Regions from separate parts of the Mus musculus genome. Here regions 2 and 3 are each linked to region 1. The links are chromatin contacts, called in public promoter capture Hi-C maps. All regions are on one chromosome and are shown on one strand. Each heading gives the region's core, a stretch centred on a gene start, on an enhancer-like site or on the middle of the called end of the contact. The rest is flanking DNA. Distances are from core to core; before and after follow the strand shown.

Evidence for each region. Promoter capture Hi-C pulls out the DNA fragments that hold promoters and counts their contacts.
Region 2: a contact with region 1 is called in a promoter capture Hi-C map of pre-B cells. The contact joins the promoter of Pdhb here to the promoter of Atxn7 in region 1. A contact is called at or near these places in 3 of 39 promoter capture datasets (the HPC-7 cell line, cranial neural crest and pre-B cells).
Region 3: a contact with region 1 is called in a promoter capture Hi-C map of pre-B cells. The contact joins the promoter of Pxk here to the promoter of Atxn7 in region 1. A contact is called at or near these places in 3 of 39 promoter capture datasets (the HPC-7 cell line, cranial neural crest and pre-B cells).

What each region holds. Positions count from the first base shown.
Region 1 is chr14:14,011,175-14,013,921 of GRCm38.p6, forward strand. Atxn7 (ataxin 7) reads left to right here and starts at 1,317. Exons shown (of 12, transcript NM_139227.4): 1 at 1,317-1,576; 2 at 1,899-2,195; 3 at 2,413-2,481. The coding sequence starts at 1,910.
Region 2 is chr14:8,171,659-8,174,369 of GRCm38.p6, forward strand. It overlaps Pdhb (pyruvate dehydrogenase (lipoamide) beta), which reads right to left and starts at 1,334. Exons shown (of 10, transcript NM_024221.3): 1 at 1,233-1,334; 2 at 1,106-1,159. The coding sequence starts at 1,274.
Region 3 is chr14:8,096,809-8,099,508 of GRCm38.p6, forward strand. Pxk (PX domain containing serine/threonine kinase) reads left to right here and starts at 1,403. Exons shown (of 18, transcript NM_145458.4): 1 at 1,403-1,608. The coding sequence starts at 1,507.

The DNA.
Region 1 (2,747 bases), core at 67-2,566:
TTTTATTTATTTATTTATTTATTTATTTATTTAATTTTTTGGGTTTTTCGAGACAGGGTTTCTCTGTATAGCCCTGGATGTCCTGGAACTCACTCTGTAGACCAGGCTGGCCTTGAACTCAGAAATCCGCCTGCCTCTGCCTCCCAAGTGCTGGGATTAAAGATGTGTGCCACCATGCCAGGCTCAGTTTTTAAATTAAGGAAAATATATTCCAAACTTCAGTTAGTTGAATCTGTATGTAGGTGTATAGCCTGAGTGTTCAAAAAGCAACTGTCCTTTGATAAACACTCAGCAGATTCCTTTTTGGATTTCTTGGTGTGCAATCCAGTGGGGGGGGGGGACCCTATAGACACATTTCTAAATGTGTCTCACAGAAATTGTGTTTCTGCTTTATTTATTTAAGACAAGCTCTTACTGTGTTTCTCAGTCTCACCTGTATTACGATGCTGCACACTTGCTTCAGCCTCCCAAACACTGGGGACTCTGGGTGCATACCACACCCAGCTCAAGCTTTTAAACTTGCACCTATGTCAAACCCCTTCTCCAAGTCCTGGCTTTAATATATTATGGAAACATTTTCATATGCACTTTTGCGTTCATTTTAACATTTGAAAGGTTTTTTGTACTTCAACAGAGATGTTGGTCACATCTGTCTTACTAAATATTTGCCCCCCCCCCCAAAGCCAACAGATAATAGCAGCAAGTCGAGAAAGCTCACCTCTTCATACAGTCCCAGAAGGCACCTGTAAGCCTGAGGCTCTGAGCAGGCTAAAAAGATGCTGCTTTACTGAAATGAGATAACAGCTTAATAGGAACTAAAGGCACCCTGTGGTGGTCCACTCCTGTGCTTTACTTGTTTGATGGTCGGGGAGGGGGTGACTGTATGTGCTAGTGCTTATTAATTTGTGATCCAAATCTGACGAACGTCTGGTATATTCCTTAAGCCATGGGGGTCTCATCGGATTCTAGGAAAGACAGCCATAAATAGTGAGAGACTAACAACCCAACTTTAAAGTGATACACTGATTTTGTAGCTTCCTTCTTGCTGGAGAAGAAATTCAAGTTCGCAGGACACAGTGTGACCTTCAGTTGTGGGCACTCAAGTGCACGTTCCTGGCTGGCCAAGCAGCAGGGGCTCGATGCGGACGCCTGGGCTAACACCTGGGCGGCATTTTCACACCTGCCACTGGCAGCTTTGGTTTCTGGGCGTCCGCACAGTGGCTGCTTCCCATTCATGCTCCAGCTACTGTGCAGCCTCCCGCGAGCCCAGAGCGAATTGCTGGTGCCCGGGGCTCCGGAGGGAGGGCCTGGGCGACGCTTTCGTTACTGCGCCGGGGCCGACCGGCAGGCTCTTCCATAGGTGGCTGCGTTTCCGACTTCGCCCTGGCTCCACTCCGGGGGCTTGACGTGCAAACTTCGCCGGAGCGAGCAGAGAGGGAGGGACCGGCGAGGGGGAGGAGGCGACAGGAGGCGCCTCCGCTTAAGGGAGCCGGCCGGGCGCCGCCGCTCGGACGGACGCGCGGACGGAAGGAAGGAGCGGGGCTGCCGGCTGGGCCGGGATGCGAGCGCCCGCAGGGTGGGCAGCCGCGGGCCGGGGCGCAGGCAGGCCTGAGGTCGCGGCAGTTCGGCTCCGGGCGCTGGCCTCCCGAGCCGGGCCCGGCAGGGCGGCCAGCGCCGCAGTGGCAGCCGCAGCCGGCGCCCTACGAGGGCCGCGGGAGGCGAAAGCGAAAGCCGGTGGCGCCGCGGACTTTGCGCCCGGGCGGGGAGGCGGGCGGCGGCAGGGGCCGGGGGCTGACAGCACCGCGGGCCTGCGGGCCGCGCACGCCGCCGGAACTCCGCGGAGCCTCCTTAAAAGCGGCCCCCGCGCCACTCTTTTCCCCCTTTTTGTTACATTGTAGGAGCGGAAAGAATGTCGGAGCGGGCCGCGGATGACGTCAGGGGGGAGCCGCGCCGCGCGGCGGGCGGAGCAGCGGCCGCCCGGCAGCAGCAGCAGCAGCCACAGCCTCTGCAGCCCCAGCGGCAGCACCCGCCGCTGCGGCGCCCACGGGCGGAGGACGGCGGCACCGGGGACACCACCACCTCGGCCGCCGCCATGGCGACGGTTGGGGAGCGCAGGCCCTTGCCCAGTCCCGAAGCGATGCTGGGACAGTCGTGGAATCTGTGGGTGGAAGCTTCCAAACTTCCTGGGAAGGATGGTGAGTGTCCACGCCTCCTGGTTCCCCCCGCCCCCCCGCCCCCCTCCTCTGGCCCCGATCCCCTCCCCCGCGCCGTGTCCTGTGGCCGCCCCCACGGGGGTCAGAGATGCTATCTTCTGCTGGGTGCCCACACCTACCCGGAGCGTGCGTGAGCGTGCGTCACACTCCTAGCCACTGACCTGCCTCTCCCCTCCTCCTGTGTGTGTATATCTCCTAGGGACCGAATTGGATGAAAGTTTCAAGGAGTTTGGGAAAAACCGCGAAGTCATGGGGCTCTGCCGGGAAGGTGAGTCCAGCCCCCCTGGTGGAGTTTGTACCCAACCTTGGGGAAGTTTTCTTGTTGCTTCAGCCCACCTTCCCTGCTTGCCACATTGAGGTCTCTGCTGAAGAGGATGGAAGAGGGTGGGTAGAACATTTAGGAAGAAATCTCATTTCTAGGGGCTCTCTGTAATGGGCAGCAACCTGGATCCCTTCTGGAAAGGGCAATTCAAAGTGATGGGCATAGGAAGCAGGCAGGGAGTTTAACATATATCTCTTTAGTTATGGACAACA
Region 2 (2,711 bases), core at 84-2,583, 5.8 Mb before region 1:
ACATTCCAAGAATCTGAGGAGGCAAGGTGGCCAAGCCTGCTGAGTTTCATCTCCAGTTTCCTACATGGCGGAAGGAGGAAACGGATCCCCTGCACATTGACCACAATGTGCATGCTCACACACATAGAACGTAACAAGTACCACTTATGCCAACTAATCTTCACTAGGCGTCAGTGACAAGCTTACAGAACACTTCTGCTCTACTGCTTCATATGCACGGGCAAGAAAACTGAGCGATTGCTAAACCAGCTCCCAGGCAGTTTCCTACGGAGGAAGCATGCCAGGCTGTTTTACCAATACACTTGAAGTACTAAGACTTAGAGAACTAGCAAGGAAGGTCTAACTATGGATACTAACTACGACTAAGTATTAAGCGTTCACTAGTGCACAACACTTGACATCCACAATGCAGGTGCTGCTATGCTACTACAGTAATGTAGACTGATAAAATCCTTCTAGATATATATATGCCAAAAAAAGCATGTATCTGCAAGCCAATGTTCTCAGCACCGTAACAAATTCAAAAGATAGAAACAAACCACCCTTAAATGAATGTATAAATAAAACGTACAAAGGATATGATTCAACGTTCCAAAGGAACAAATTCTGATGAATGTATTCTACAATGTGGATGAACCTTTTTAAATAAGCCAGACACAAAAGAACAAAAGATTCAACTTATATGACGCTCTAAAACAAGAACTCAAAAAGAGCCAGAAAAGTACAATACAACAGCGGCCGAAAGAGTGTGAATTATTATCGTGTAAAGTTCTGGAAGTTGACAGTGTAGACCGTGAATTCATTCGATGCCACATTTGAACACATAAGATTTCAAAGCTACATTTTACCACAACTCCAGGGTGGGGATTAAAAGTCAGGAAAGCAGGTGGTTGTCTGTTCGACTGCCACCGGCCTCGAAGGGATGGTTACCAATATGAATGGCACCGGGCGAGGACAGAGGCAGCGCGAATCATCCGCAGGACGCGGCCGCTGTCAGGGTCCAAGATGCCACCTGGCCCTGGGGCAGACACGACCCCGATCTCTCAGGCCTGCTCCCGGGCCCCAGGGCTCCCTCCCGGCCTTGCCCGACGTCGGGACCGGTTACCTGCACCGCTGCGGGCGCCGAGCGGTGAAAACGCCTCTTCAGCAGCCCGGAAGCCTGGAAGGGAGAGAAAAAAGGGTTCAGAAAGGGCACAGGGCCTACAGTGGACGCGCTAGGGGCCGCTACCTACCTGCCGCAAGGGTCCCCGCACCAGACCAGCCACCACCGCCATCTTGCCCGTGTCCTCTACTAGCTGCCGAATGACAACACAGAAGCGCCGCAGAGCCCGTCTGACGCAGCCAATAGTAGGGCGTGACACCTTTACGTCCCACCTCTGTTCGGCAAAGCCAATAGAATGGTAACTGAGAGTCCCGTCTTCCTGAGGAAGCCAATAGCAAGGCGCTATTTCATAGGCCCCGCCCCCAGGCTTTGGCAGAGCGCGCCCTCTGGGCCCCGCCTCTGCATGCGTAGCCAACGGCTAGTTTCGACGCCTGCGAGCCCCGCCCACCTAGCGAGTCGCGGTCCAGCAGAGGTGACGTGAGGCTGCTGTTCCTCTCTGACCCGGTGCACTGGAGATAACTTTGCAGACCGCTTGCAGAGGCTGTCATGCACCTAACACGCCCTACACTCAGACTTGACTGCTGACTGCTCACGTGCTGGGACTGAGTCAGTGCAGCCTGATCCGACCGAGGCTGCTAGGACCGTAAAGCCACCCCTTTGCGGGCACTGAAGGACTTTGAGCAACGTGTGAATCTTGCACACACAACAGTGGAGGGTGAACCTACCATTATATGAAGGGCGCTGTAAATTGAATGTGAACAATAGCTTTCATGTAGGCACTAAGCGTCCACTGTGTGCCAAGTACTGTGATGTGTGCTTGATAAGTGCTTTTAGGTGGTTTCTGTTTGTATTATCTCCATCCAGGCGAGAAGAGGTGAGGAGGTTGTTCTGATCTTGCTGAATTTAGATGGCATACCGGGACTGGAGAAGCCTGAAACATAGCTTTAGCAGGACAAGAGACAGTTGAGAATAGATACTTAGATGTGGCCTTTATATTCTGCATTCAGTCTCATCGACTGTAAAAGGACACTGAGGTATGGGATCACCTCCTTCCAAACCTCCCTCATTGCTGCCATCAGGTGGTCACCATGTGAGATATATCAAATATGAGTCTTTCTTTTTTTTTTTTTTTTTTTTTAAGATTTATTTATTATTATATGTAAGTACACTGTAGCTGTCTTCAGATATACCAGAAGAGGGCATCAGATCTCGTTACGGATGGTTATGAGCCACCATGTGGTTGCTGGGATTTGAACTCTGGACCTTTGGAAGAGCAGTCGGGTGCTCTTACCCACTGAGCCATCTCACCAGCCCCAATATGAGTCTTTCTATCAAAAATTATATAAACTTGTGTTTGGGACAAGGACTTCAAATCCCCTCTCCTGCCTTGAAAAACTTTAATGTAAGTGGTTTTGGTTTTTGTTTTTCCTCACAAGGAAGTGTTTTTATGTGTAGTCCTGGGTGTCTTGGAACTCTCTCTGTAGACTAGGCTGGCCTTGAATTTACAGAGATCCACCTGCTACTGCCTTCTGAGTGCTGGGATTAAAGGTTTATGCTACCACCAACCAGTCCATAGTTTTTCTTCTTACCACTATTTTTCTATGGCTTA
Region 3 (2,700 bases), core at 153-2,652, 5.9 Mb before region 1:
ATGGTTTGGCTTTAGTGGATTACTGCTCTAAAGCACATAGGAATAAAAATGAGATGCAAGAAGAGGTCTCATTGATTTAGGGCTAAATTAAGAAGATCCCCAGGTCTCCTCTGAGCATTGGCCCCTGAAGGCACTCTGGTGTCACTTGGCTCCTTGGGGTTGCCCAGCAATCTCTAAGCCTGAACTCTGAAGAGAATAACCGTCAAGAGCAATCTAGACCTTTGCTATGATGTCATCGCAGTGGTGATGGATGCACAAAGAAGCTTGGTTTCTATGAATAAAATAATAGAAATTCAGTGGAAACAAGCAGAAATAAATCTCTGTTCTGTGAATTGTCAGGATGGAATGCATATTGTTTGAGATTTTAAATATGTGCAAAGTTCCTTCCTGTCCAATTGCATTCCTATTACACATTCTACATGGCATTTACTTAGTTTTGCCAATGGAAGAGTGAGGTCTCAGGGTGTGTGTGGTGTGTGTGTGTGTGTGAGAAAGAGAGAGAGAGACTTATTCAAGATCACACAGACCCTCAACAGGGTCCTAGTCATCTGATCTAAGTTTAATTTCATTATTATCCTGGAAGGCTGTGGTCTTGGGTTAAGGTGAGCAGGGTAGATTTGGTACTGACAAGTTGATCATCAAGTTTGATAGTTCTGAGTTTGAGGTTCTTGGAGCCTGTTCTAGGACCGACCAAATATTCTCACCGTCTAAGAGATCTGAGTGTTCTTTGGTTTCAAAGACTTTAAAGCTCAACTGTGAGCTAGGACCAAGCATACAAGCAGGGAAATCTTTGCATCAGTTATTTTATTTTATTTTTCCACCTCTGTCTTAAAGCTTATTGTTTAAAGATTAGGAACTAAACCCCGTGGGATCCAGTTATGAGAGTGTGGCACCTAGGTTCTCCTGAAGATCCAGGTTTAAAACATGAATCCAGATTTGGTTTACAAAGTTTGGTCTATAAACTCAGACTGAGAAGCCACCCTGAAGTTGTTTTTTGTTATATCCTGAGTCCTAAGGTCCTTGGGCAGGAAAGTGTGATTAGGAGCAGTAGGGTCTCAAATCTACCAGCCTGAGTTTCTGAACGGTTCATCTGAAAAGCTCAGTTCTGTTAGAGTCCAGAGAAGCAGTGCGAGATGTGGTGGTAATGGTTTAGTTTTGTGCTCCTCGCCCGAGGCCAGGAGCTCACAGTACTGAGTATACGCTGCGGGGGCGAGGAGGCGCCAAGAGAGCAAGGGACATAATGCCTCTGACTGCAACCATGGGACGACGATAGCAGTCACCTACCCTGCCGTGAAGAACGGCGCTAGGACCCAGCGAGGTCGGGCAGACTGGTGTTGACAGCCGGCAGGCAGAGACGACCGGCGCTAGGACCCGCGGGCGGCGGCGGCGCGCGGGGCGCGGGGCGGTGCGCGTTGACAGCAGCGGCGGCGGGACGCGGCGGGTGGCGGGGCTCGGCGCCTCCGGTTCCTGCCCCGGCTTCAGAGGCAGCGGCGGCGGCGGCCCGGGATGGCCTTCATGGAGAAGCCGCCGGCTGGCAAGGTGCTGCTGGACGACACGGTGCCGCTGACAGCGGCCGTCGAGGCGAGCCAGAGTCTGCAGTCGCACACGGTGCGCGGCTGGGGCGGGAGGCCGGGGCCGAGGGCGGGGGCCGGGCGAAGGCCGGACGGCGGCGCGGCGCGGCAGGGCGCGGGCACCGGAGCCGGGCAGGTGTGTGAGCCCGCTGCCTCCCTCCTGCCGGGCCGCGGCCGGGGCGGCGTGCCCGCGCATCCCAGACCCCCTGGAGTGGCTTAGGGGAGCCCTCGGTGCTCGTAGTACGCACAGGCGAGTTCATTTCTGCCACATGCAGTCTTTTATGGGGCTTTAAAGCCACGCTTGCTTTCATTTGCCGGTACTTCCCCCCCTTTTTCCTTTTGGAAAGGTGCTCTATGTCTTGTAATTTACAAGCAGTAAACCCTAGGAACCAGTAAAAACCGGGGAGCTTGTAGCCTCTAGGACTTGATCGAGGAAATGATGAATGGGGTGGGGGTGGGATTGGGATTCCTGAGATTGTAATGTTTTGTCAGGCCAGCAAATCAGATTCCAGCCCAGAGTCTTGTTTATCAAGCAGTGTTTGGGGGTTCATCATCTGGAGGCTAAAGCCCCACAAAAGCCTTCTGTGTCTCTGTCTCTTTGTCTCGCCGTCTCTTTTTCCATCTCGCTGTCTCTGTCTCTTGTTTCTGACGTTCCCTGTGTGTTTATCTCTGTTTCTGTGTGTGTATGTTCAAATTCTTCGCTAGTCAAAGAGATCTTTCATTCTGATGTATTAAAGCAGGACTTTTTAGAGCCCTGTTACCTCTCCGACAGCCTTGCTTTGTAGGTCAGGATTGTTGAAAGCATTTATTCTCACTTAGAGAAATGACTGTCTTTTTTTAAAAAATGCACTTTTTCTCCCAATGGTAGGTAACATCCTAAGTCCTATTGTAGAAACTTATGAAAGGCACCAAAAATCTATGAGTTTGTTGCGCTTGTAATTTGTTGCAAAGTGAGTATTTAAGGCCATGTTTATGGAAGGTAATAATAATTCTTTCAAATTATGTTTTTTGACTGGATTACTGGCAAGTAAGTCTTATAACCTCATAGGGTGTTTTAGGTCTATTTAATACTAAAGAGATGGATGCTCAGAGACCACTTCCTCTAGAAAGCCTTCCTTCCTGCGTAGCT